Linked DNA regions of Gossypium hirsutum: region 1 is linked to region 2. Evidence: chromatin contacts called from public Hi-C data. All regions are on one chromosome and are shown on one strand. The core of a region is the stretch at or near the end of the contact, and the rest is flanking DNA. Distances in the headings are between cores, read along the strand shown. Region 1 holds the start of LOC107921419 (probable BOI-related E3 ubiquitin-protein ligase 2). Region 2 has its middle 16 kb from the start of LOC107922327.

What was found. Hi-C and Micro-C count contacts between places; a contact is called where the count stands out from the background.
Region 1: a contact with region 2 is called in a Hi-C map of leaf, with 4 times the contacts expected there. The contact joins the promoter of LOC107921419 here to the enhancer-like site in region 2. A contact is called at or near these places in 13 of 34 Hi-C or Micro-C datasets (callus, fibers, hypocotyl and 2 more).

The regions. Positions count from the first base shown.
Region 1 is chrD01:17,131,213-17,134,196 of Gossypium_hirsutum_v2.1, forward strand. It overlaps LOC107921419 (probable BOI-related E3 ubiquitin-protein ligase 2), which reads right to left and starts at 1,270. Exons shown (of 2, transcript XM_016851272.2): 1 at 495-1,270; 2 at 1-388. The coding sequence starts at 740.
Region 2 is chrD01:17,087,988-17,091,130 of Gossypium_hirsutum_v2.1, forward strand. No RefSeq gene overlaps it. Among protein-coding and RNA genes, the nearest start is that of LOC107922327, 16 kb to the left of the region's middle. Within about 2 kb of position 1,819, at least 6 of the 9 cell types and tissues checked have an H3K27ac peak or open chromatin away from gene starts, as enhancers often do. A contact at or near this core is called in fibers and leaf, where this site is marked.

The sequences.
Region 1 (2,984 bases), core at 20-2,519, 43 kb after region 2:
AGTGCTTACAAGCCATCTTTTTCTTGCTGTCTTCTTCTTGAACGTTATTGTCTCTTTCTTCTTCATCTCTGTGGCACGAACCATAATAAAAGGATTCTTCATCTTCAGCTGAACTGCTGACCCAAATTAGGCTCTCTCTCACTTGTTCCAGTCTTTTGTTTAGATCCATAACCTTCGCTTCATTTGCTTTTGCAAGTCTTTGCCATGACTCGCTTTCCATTTCCACTTTTCTTAAGCAGGCTTCAAGCTCCATCTTTTTCTTTGTTGCTCGTGCCAACTCTTCTTCTTTTCGCTTCATCAAATACAAGGCCTTTGATTCCATACTCTTTAGCAGAATGGTTTGTTGTTGCTTCCTTTGCTCTCGTAATACATATCTTAGCCTCTCATTCTGAGTTTTCCAAGCCCAGATATATGACACGAAAAATAAGAATTTTCAGTGAAACTGAAACCCTGAATAAAACAGTTAAACACAAAGGATATGATGGATTTCTTACCCGTAATTGAAGAAAGCAATCAATTTCCTGCCTTTGAATCTCCAGTTGAGCATCTAAAGGTTGAGAAACTGCCATGGGAACCAAGTTCTGAGCGTTTTGATGCGGATGAAAAGGAACGTCTTGAAGACTAGAACCAGCTTGGAATGAAGGAGCAGCAGGTGCAGGGTTTACCATCCAATCCTGAAGGCCACACATGGGCAAAGGCACACCCATATTTTCACGACACAACTGTGCTTGAACAGCCATAATAACTATCGCCAGGTATTGATCAAAACGAAGCAAAGCATCATTACAAGAAATAAAAATAAAAAGGATCCCCCTTGTCCCTTTGTAAATTCACTTACTTGGTAACCATGAAGGATATGAAAATGGGGTAGGTTTTAGTGCTAGAAAAAAAGATGAGGCCCTCCTTAAGACTTATTTCTTAATCGGCATAACCTTTGCCTTGTTTGTTGGTTTGGGTTCTCTGGTGTAACTGAAAATAGACAGACCATCGCGGAGGATACCCGTGGATGGTTATAAATAGAGTGGGAAAACCGACAAAAATCTTATGAGAGAGATACAACGACGACGTACACATTCAGATTTTGTGACAGCAAGTCACACAGGTATCGGCTCAAGAGATTTTCACAAAGAGGAAAAAAGAAAAATGTGTGGGTTTTGAAAGGGAAATTCACTGGATTGGGACGTGAAAGAGTCAGACGTTATAGAATAGAGGCGAAGGAATCAGAAATTTGGTGAATTTTGTCAGTTTTTTGGTCATTGGAAAAGGCTGAATAATAGTTCCCATTAATTCTTCCAGTCAGCTGTTGTTTTCATATCCTCTAATGAAACAATAAATAAAACCCACTTCTTTTATCACTAATTTTATCCTTTTTAAAAAAGAAACTCATCTTCTAACTGGAGTTTAATTATGCTCATATTTTACGGTCTTTTTAATGACCTTCGCTGTATTTATGTGGTAGGTTTCAAAACGACAATTTCCATGCAGAGGTCTGCAAATTGCGATTTGTGTTTGGGGGGGGGGGTATGAAGAGTTCTGAAATGCAGTTTTCAGGTTAGTCTGGTGCCATGTGTCAGCCCTTGGATTAATGGGCTAGTGTGGTCGAGACTGGTGGTATGGGCCAGAAACGTCACCTCATCTATAGTAAACCCAACTACCAGTCTCCTAGGGGCACCAGGATCCAGGAAGCATCGGTTGCGTTGCTTAGACCTTTTTAACTCATGGATATCAATTTAATCTTTAAAAATATAATTTAAAATGATAACGCCTAGATGGGCTTTTTGTCAACTTTCAACAAATACCTGGGCATCGGCCATTCGCCACCGCATTCAATATGCGAACACCTGGGGGCCTCATGCCTGCGCCTACCATGATAAACCTATCTTCAGAGTACTGGACGTGATTGTAGCCGGTCGGTTGATGAACAACAAAAACCTTTTCTAGAGAATTTGTGGTGATTTACTGACAAACAATGCCACACAACGTTTTAACCGCGAGCGCAGCATGTTACCTCTTTCATGCAATCACATTGCCCGCTGGTAAACTGCATTTGAGACGGAGGACGCGGTGGCTGCTGCAGATTCGTTTGTGCAATGGCTAAATGAGAGCTACATCAAAATCTCAGAAAGGGCTAGTTTCATACTGATATAACGACTTCGCTTGGCAGTAACTTCTCCGAGCGATGGTCCTTCCAATACCACTTGCACAAGGGGAGGTCAGTGAGTTTATGTGAGAAAATATTAGAATTTGAGGATGAAATTGTTGGACAAAACACGCGAATAAATATAAATATAAATAATTTATATTAAATACAAGATTTGAACATATAATATAAACAAATATATTTATATTTAAAAAAATGAGTAGATCTAAATAAAACAATTAAATAAATAAGCTTTTGAAAAACAGAAATTGAATAAGGGAATTGATTTTTACTAAATATTGAGGCATATTTTCACAGTTTCTTTAAGACAGATTCGGCCTCTCCTATGATACTTGGAGACACGTTGGTCAATTGTCTTCCAAGATACAACAATAAAATGATCGAAACAGTAGCACTTCTGCAGTGATCAACAAACAAACTTTGCATTCTTCTATCACCGAAACGTTTGAAAAATTGGAGAGATAAAGGGAAGAATTTTGAAGAGCAAAATAAATTCGTTGTATCTGTGTGTAAAAAATTTTGAAGAATTCTTTAGGCTTTTATAGGCATTCAATATGGAGGGATTTCGGAAATTTCCATGAATAAAGATACAAATTTGTATTAAATTTAAATCAATTTGAATAAAATCAAATCAAGATATGTAACAACCCGTTTTTAGTTAAATCGAAACAGTGGTTTCGGGACCACAAATCTGAGTTAGGAAGAAAATTTATTTTAATATTATTTCATGGTCTGCATTATGATAGGAAAGACGTATGAAAATTTTGATAAGAAAATTTTATTGATTTCATGTTTAATTGTTAGTAAGGACCAAATTGCATAA
Region 2 (3,143 bases), core at 569-3,068:
GTAATATGATTACAAGTTTTATCTTAAAATTGACACTCGATTTGTTCCATAATATTTGTTTCTGGTACCTAAGACCGTCTATTATCTTAATCGTCTTCACACAACGCCTAACGTCCTCCCTGGACTCAACGGCAACAAGAAAACAGAATAATAAATATATGGGTTTTGAAACAAATAACTGTGAAACAAACAAAAATGTAAATAAAAAACAAAAACTTAAAATGAATATTGCGATCTTACACTTTTCGCTATCTTTGGCCTCGGCATTCATAGCATCAAATGATAAAACAATAGAGACCATCAGACTGTTTACTCCATTCAATGTGGTTCGCATACAATGAAACTACCCGAGCAAGCGAATGAGTAGCTTTATTAGCTTCCTCACGAGTCCAACAGAATGACTAATGTTGAAAATGAGAAGCAACATTTCGGCAGTCCTGAACCAACAAACCAAATTCAGAGACATCAATATCTTGAGCATGCAAAGAGTTCACTACTCGTAAACAATCTGTCTCAATGATAGTCCGATCAAGGCGCAAACCTTTGGGCCATGATAGAACCTTCCGAATGGCCAACGCTTCACCAAAATGGGGCTCCATAGTCGTGGTCACATAACTGGAATAGGCCATAATGAACTGACTAGTATCATTTCTAAGAACAGCAGCGAAAAGACGTCGAATCTGAATCCGAAAAGGTTGCAGCACCTACATTACACTTGAGTCAGCCTCGTTGGGCTTTAGACCATCGAACAACCTCAAGAATGGTCGGATTTCTCGGTACTCGAGTATTACCAAAAATCTGACGAATCGTACTAGTTCTGCAAAAATGTTGCAGGCTTGCAGCTAAATACACAATATGAGAAACTGAGACATCTTTCTGTTGCCACTACCAAAGGTTGCGACAGAACCAAATGAATCAGATTAGAGTGAGTGATCGATCCCTCCTCGCCTCGTCCTGTAAATTGACACAAGCCGTGATAAAATCCCTACACAAAAAAGGAGCCTGTAGGCCAGCAAGCTGTCACACTTCTCGGGCTTTAGTACAATAAAAAGGAATGTGCTCTATACTTTCCGATGACCCACATCTATAACAGTTTGGTATAACATTTAAATCTTTAGCAGGAAGTCGTTCCCTGTGTGGAACAAACTGTCTCATGCATCGCCATGCAAACTCACGTACTTTTGGGGTATGGAATTGTTCCAAATCCTCAAGCAAGACCCCTTATCATATTAAGTTGGACATCAAAAAAATCTTGAAGCGCAACTCTATAGCCAGTCTTGATACTATACTTCCCATCGGTGTTGAAATGCCACACCATACAATTCGGCGACTTCACAAGGTTGACAGGAAACTTCATAATTCGAGCTGAATCAGGTGTAAGGATACCAATGATAAACTCCTCCTCCCCACTGTTAAATAGCTCCTTCACTTTCAAGTCCTCCATGTCAGGCTGTGGCATCAATTGCACAAAGAAACCGCAATTCTCACATAGCCAAGGATCATTAAAAACTTCAATAGTCAAGCCGTCCCCACTCTCCATCACGATCCCCTGTTAACAAGTCCCCTTTCTGCACAAATACTCCGCCAAACATATGACGGGTTGCTGCTCTCCGACGCTTCAAGAAAAGAACAGTGAGGGAAATACTTAGCTTTGAAATAATGGCTTGACAAAGAATTCGGATTCGAAAGAAGGCACCACGCCTGCTTCCCAAGTAAAGCAAGATTAAAATAACGCAAATTATGAAAGCCCATACCACCACCCTTTTTCGGCACACACAACTTATCCCATGAAGCCCAATGAAGTTTCCTATTGTCTGACCCATCCGCTCCCCACCAAAAAGAATCATAATTCTTTGTGAAGTGTCACGCGTGGTAACCGGAGTAAAAAAACGCCCATACAAAACACCGGCAATGCTTGGGCCACATTCTTGATAACCACCTCCTTGCCTAGCTTAGACAGAACCTTGTTCTTTCAGCTAAAAATACACTTGCAAAGCTTCTCCTTAATAAACGTGAAAACTTGACTCGTATTTCTCCCCACAAAAGAAGGAAGTCCAAGGTATCGTCCATGGTTCAAAGGCACCAAAACCCCCAAAATCGAACAAAGCAAAGCCCGAACACTAGATACAACATTAGAGCTGAACATGATCACAGACTTATGAAAATTAACTGCTTGCCCCGATGCTTCCTTGTACTAACCCAGAATATCTTTAATATTACAGGCCTCCCACTCTGTCGCCTGAAAAAAAAAAAGAAAATTATCATCCACCAGAAACATATGAGATATGCTCGGACCCCCTGGGCAAACAGAAACACCATGAATATCACCCCTCACTTTGACCCTTAGAAGAAGATAACTAAGACCCTCTGGACAAATAATATAAAGATAAGGGGAAAGAGGATCACCTTGTCCCGGTCCTCTATGCGGTAGAATCGGACCAACCTCGCTACCATTGAAAGAAATCGAGTATTGGACTGTTGTGACACAGAGCATAATCCATTTAACCCATGCCACACTGAAATCCAAATTAAGTAGAATATATTTTAAGAAGCCCCAATTGACCCTATCATAGGCCTTGCTAACATCGAGCTTAAGCGCAACCTCGCCTTTATTCCTCTGCTCTTGTTCCTCATATGATGGATCAACTCAAAAGCCACCATGACATTGTCAGTGATTAAACGACCTGGAACAAAGTCGATTGCATCTCAGAGATGATTCCCCGTAGAATAACGTTCAATCTGTTTGCAAGGACCTTAGCAACTATCCTATACGTTACACAGGGAAATTGGGCGTAAATCAGTCATAGAGGTCGGTTTGTCTTTCTTAGGAATCATCACCAAAATTTTATTATTTAGAAAATTGAGAAACAATTCTGAAGCCAAGAACAACATTGAGTGAAGATATCATCTCCAATAATCGACCAAAAACTGTTGAAAAAAAGCCAGACTCATACCGTCAGGACCCGACGCCTTATCCGAGTGCATACTAAACACAGCATCTCGAAATTCATGAATGCTGAACAATGCCATAAGCTGAACACTATCCTCATTTGTCACACAAAGCTGCAAAGCATCAAACTTGGCAAAGCCAGAGCCGCTAGAAGTAGAAAAAAGATTAACGAAGTAATGATGAACAATAGAGC